Regions from separate parts of the Sparus aurata genome. Here region 2 is linked to region 1. A link is a contact called in public Hi-C data. All regions are on one chromosome and are shown on one strand. Each heading gives the region's core, a stretch centred on a gene start, on an enhancer-like site or on the middle of the called end of the contact. The rest is flanking DNA. Distances are from core to core; before and after follow the strand shown.

Evidence for each region. Hi-C and Micro-C count contacts between places; a contact is called where the count stands out from the background.
Region 2: a contact with region 1 is called in a Hi-C map of an unstated tissue, with 7 times the contacts expected there. The contact joins the promoter of polr2f here to the promoter of ccdc134 in region 1. A contact is called at or near these places in 2 of 2 Hi-C or Micro-C datasets (skeletal muscle and an unstated tissue).

Annotation. Positions count from the first base shown.
Region 1 is chr23:8,330,209-8,332,908 of fSpaAur1.1, forward strand. It overlaps ccdc134 (coiled-coil domain containing 134), which reads right to left and starts at 1,285. Exons shown (of 7, transcript XM_030408999.1): 1 at 994-1,285. It overlaps mei1 (meiotic double-stranded break formation protein 1), which reads right to left. Exons shown (of 33, transcript XM_030406716.1): 33 at 2,396-2,700.
Region 2 is chr23:8,462,470-8,465,169 of fSpaAur1.1, forward strand. polr2f (RNA polymerase II, I and III subunit F) reads right to left here and starts at 1,362. Exons shown (of 5, transcript XM_030406424.1): 1 at 1,201-1,362; 2 at 939-1,008; 3 at 637-767. The coding sequence starts at 1,220. LOC115574809 (MICAL-like protein 1) reads right to left here. Exons shown (of 15, transcript XM_030406427.1): 15 at 2,205-2,602. The coding sequence ends at 2,478.

The DNA of each region.
Region 1 (2,700 bases), core at 35-2,534:
TTATTCCTCTCTGCCAACAACAATCTGCCATGGCAGAGAGGCTGAAGTATGATTTCTTGTGTGAGAGATCCAGGTTCCAGGTTTGTCAGATAAGTAGGCTGCCACATCTTATCATATTAGACCCCTGAAGATAGCTCCACTCTGCATTGGAATTCCCTGTGGTATAAAAACATGGTTTTGATATTCTTCCACGCACCAGCAACCTGCAATTTCTTTAATCCCGGTGGAAAAGAGCAAGAAAAAAATATCTTTAATCAACGGTGGGAAGCAGTCCACGCTGTAAACTAACCAACTCTGTGACATTCATTTCAAGAGGTAAAACTGGCCCTTGAGGTGTTAGTGACTCCTCAGAGGATGGAGCACACAAGATGCTTATCAGATAGCTGGATGTGCAGCAGGACTGGATCTAGATTCCCCTCAGGCTGGCAGCCTGCTGTGGGAGGTTTGAGGTTCAAGGACTGACACATCCTCTCTCGCTTTGCTTGTATCTTCCAGGCTCTCCTTTGGTTATCATTCATGCAGAGGCATGGCCACGGACATGCGTAATGGTGATGATGATGATGGCAGTCTGGATAAAGATTGTCAGATTGTCATGTGGACCATAAATTACACATTGCCTAATTGATTGCATGTACTCTACCTGACCCGCGTCCCCTTCAGCCGCGAGACTGTCTACAGCCAATAATGAGTCAATTTGCTCAATTTTCAGCCCATAATTAAGCGTTAACTATAAAACTGTGATGTAAGACCTCATCTACTGGTGATATAGAACAACTCCGCATTGTTACATCCCATTTATTCATATAAGGTCTCCTCAGGGGTGTGCTTTTTGGAATTAACCAAGTATTTGAAGTCGCTCCTCGACAAATCGATTCCGCTTGTCATCTCAGCTGTATATGCCCCGCCGCCGGATCCGTCAACCGGCGTCCAGCACCGGAGATCAAGACGATAAAGCGCTGGACACTGGAGCCACGAAACTCGCGTATCACTCACCGTGTTGTATCGAGAAACGGCGGCGCCACACGGCAGCGATTATCCGACAGCTTTTGCTCCAAAGTAGTCCAGTTTAACCTCTTTATCTCCACACAAGACGTCTGAGGTCAGCTCGGTGATGAGGGGGTGACGGGACAGTCAGTTTGTCCCGATCGATCCTCAGGTAACAGCAACGCGAAGGTGGAGGTGTTCATTTACATGCGGCTCTCGCTCCTCCACTCTGCCAGCGCCACGATCGCACCGGCTGGCTCGTCTTGGACAAATGACAGCCAGCGGGCGCTCAAACACGGAGGAGGAGGATGTTGTTTCCGCACGGAGGGCTTAAAGAGACACACCACCAGAGCACGGGCTGCGTTCCGTTTCCTTCATGTGCTTTCTCTGAGATAATGATGCTTCAGTGCTGACATTTTGCTAGCCACATTAAAACAAACACACATACAAGCAAACAATTCTATCTATCTATCTATCTATCTATCTATCTATCTATCTGAAAACAAAGGCGTTTGTTTTCACAATTAGAGTGACATTAAATCGACCACAAATACAATACCAATGTATAGCCTACATTGTTCATGTTCTGATGACAGCTTTAACTGGCCTAGGGTTACACTGCCTGATTTGTGGTGGAATATACATAGGTGTGCAGAGGATCCAATGGCACACTGTTAGCTAATCCAAGTTAATCGTGTTGAAAGGCTAATTGATCATTAGAAAACCTTTGTGTAATATATTATGTAAAACTGTAATGCTATTCAAGAAAGCAATAAAATCGGCCATCCTTGGGGTAGTATGGGTGGGTTTGATTATAGTCTCAAAGTGGCGGCAATGTGATGGCCTGGAGTTGCTTTGGTGCTGGTAAAGTGGGAGATTTGTACAGGGTTTTTTTTTTAAAGTTTTTTTTTGGCCTTTCATGGCTTTATTGATAGTACAGTTGAAGAGGTGACAGGAAACAGGGTGAGAGAGAGGGGGAGTGACACGTAGCAAAGGGACCCAGGCCGGGAGTCGAACCCGGGTCCACTGCAGCAAGGACAAAGCCTCTGCACATGGGACACCCGCTCTACCAACTGAGCTAAACGGCGCCCCAGATTTGTACAGGGTTAAACATATTTTGAGAAAGAAGGCTATCACCACTGTATGCAACAAAGCACAGCTCCAAACTATGCAAGAACTATTTAGGGGAAAAAATGCAACAAAAAAAAAAAAGATCACAGATTTTCTGCACATTTTTGCCACCAATGCTAACATCGCCCAAGCTTATACGTAACAGCTGCCTCCCCTGACCACCTCAAAGTCACTGTCAAACCCATTCTAACTGACACCTTTGGGAAGGTGCTGATGCTGAGGTTTGGGGATAAACATAACTGCTGTTCTTTCCAGGTCAAATACTTTCATATACATGAAACATAGTGATTTCTGCTTTTATATCATCAAATGTGTCCTTCACGCTTTTGTTCACAACAACTGGAACTCACAGGGATTCCAGAAAAACAACCAGTATTTTAATTTAACAGTAGCCTTTCTTTGCTTGAATTACAGAATTGTTACAGAGTCCATGGAGAAAACCAGATTATAATAATAATATTTTCTATTATAATATATTCTATTACTCCACAGTTTCATAACTCAACATGTAAACATAAAAACTGCAAGTAAGCATATGTGTCTGTAAGCATCAGAATGTAAACACAATTATAGGAATTAATGAAA
Region 2 (2,700 bases), core at 112-2,611, 130 kb after region 1:
AGATTAAAGCAGCTGGAATTAGAGAATTTTGACTTTCTTTTACTTTTAAAATAAAAAATAAAAATTAGTCAAACCACTGAATAAATTATCATAATAGTTGGCTATTCATTTAATAGTTGACAACAAATTGGCTTGGCCTATGGTACTCATAATATTAAACGTACTGACTAGTGCCACTCAGACGAATAATGTGCTCGGAGGTATTAATAGTCGTCTATTTACTATGATACTTATGTGTGCTTTCAGAAAAAAAAAACACATCAGGCATTTTTGACAGTAACTGTTGATAATAATAGTAAATTAATATAAGACCAAACAGATGGGAGCAACAAGAAATCCTTACTTATCCTTATCAGTAAATCCTTTACTTGCAGTTATTAGTCAGACTAGTACCCACGATTGTAGGCAAAACATTAACAAACAAATAAAAGCAAAAGAAATTAAAAAAAATTAGTCTCACACACAGTTCTTCCACGTCCATCACACATTACTGTAATACAATAAACACACCAGCAAAGAGTGTAAGCAAGTGACTAGACAGGAGTCAAATGGTCAGAAGCCAGATCTGAACACAGGACGTTGTGATCACACCACCAAGACAAGTGTCTTGGTTCACAAACACATGAAAACACTCACGCTATCTGTAGAGCTCGTGTCCCAAGCACTCTGGCCCTCTCATATTTGGTCATGTAGGGTGTTGTGATCCTCTTCTGGTTGGCCTGCTGCCCCTCTCCTGCAGGCAGGATCTGCACGTTCTCCTGGTCCTCCTGATCACAAGAGCAGAGCAAACAGGTTTGGACTCATCTAAGGCGGGACAAATTGCTTAATCTTATAGAAGCGTTGTCCGAAGCAAAAAACAAATGCCATAGTAAGTTACACACAAGCTAAATGTAGGTCTTACACCAGCCACTTATCTAATATGGAATTGGTGAACTTACATCTTCTACGTTTTCCAGGTCATCTAATCCCTCATCTTCTTCGGCGTCATCAAAGTCTCCATCGTCGAAGCTACACATTTGATATGATAACAGTTAGCACAAAGAAAACACATTCAGGTGTATATTGGACAGTTCTGCTGGCTAACCCGCTAAATGTTAGTTAGCTGTAACGTCAACGTTAGCCCACGTTGTGTTGAGTTGACGTTACAGTAAATAGGCCGCTTAATATGATATGTTACACAACATAAGCGTCGTTACTTACTTATCTTCGTTGTCGGACATGTTTCACTCCGAAGCTCGTAATGTGAATCCTTATTCGTACGATTTTTCAGAGACACTTTTTGTTGTCAACATGAACCCACATGAACGGCAAGAGCTTTCAACTTCCGGTGGCTTCGTGCGCAGGAAAATATTCCGGATGCTCAAGAGGAACGCTTGTCTTTCGTTCCGCTTGTACTGTGCAAGGCTATGGTGCAAGGTGTAGAAAAAAACAAACTATTGGGTTCGTATTTGATATAATAACAATAAATAAGATAATAGACATTGTCAGGCCAAATTTGTCAGTTTCATTGTCCAGTCAACTGGTGGATAGCGTCTTGGTCCACCTTCCTACGCACTTAATGCGGCTTAATCCAAATAGTGACACACTTGCTTACAGTTGTTAAATGTACTGAATGGTTGAAGGTAACTCTCCATAACCTTGTTATTGTTTAGAATTTAAAAAGCCATCCTTTTTTTAAAAAAAAATATAGCTAATGCATTTAATGCTTTAAATTTACAAGTGATTAAATCTAAACGATTAGACTTGTGATGGCAGAAACTCACCAGTAATCCCTGAAGTATAGACTATCCCACAACTTTTTTTTACCCTAAATTAATTGTCTTTTTAAAAATGCTGCCATCTTTCTGAAAACAAGAGTAGACTCAGGATGCACGAATCATGGATAGCAATTGCACACTGTAAGATTTTAGCCAGAATAAAGTGCTCTGCTCTTTGAGGATCCCAAAGTTCTACTTTCCAGTGTTTGTAGGGATACAACCATAATATTAGAGCAAAGACAATGAAATTGATAATGGAAATGACTTCTATGCCCTGGGAATGTTCATATTAATTACATATCTCATGGCACTTTTGTTTTGCTTATTACTACAAATTTGTTGTGAATTTCCATGTACTTTTTGTAGCAGATAGCAAGCATTTTCAAAACGGTTTGAAAGAAGAGTTGCTTAATCGTTATATATACAGTTCTAGAAATGACATAAAACTTGGCAAAATAAATATTTATTGCATACCTCAATTAATACAAGTATGTAATAACATTAAAAAACATAAATACAGGTTGGGAGACAGGGCAAGCAAGTAAACATGAAGACAAAATGGATTGGTAAGACTGAACTATTTGCACTTAAAAAAAGATTTAATCATCTAATCATTTGGTTTATGCTAGTGAACAGCTCTTCATCAAAATGAAGAAACTGACTGATATTACGATAAGCGAGTTTGTTGTCCTTGAGATTTTCTGCAGTCATGACAGTATTTCAGCTCTTTTTGTCCATGGAGTCTTTGGTGCTCTCTGCTCTGTGATTCAGCATCTTCAAAACTTTGGTGGGCTTGAACTTTCCTTTTGACTTCTTGAGCTCCTTCAGTTCTTCTTTCTGTAACTCTGAGGAGAGATGTCACAGTTACTTGTTGTGAAAAACGTTTGAGAGTTTTTGAAAGCAGAGAAGAGCATAAAAATGGGCAGCAGAAGGCACAAGCAGT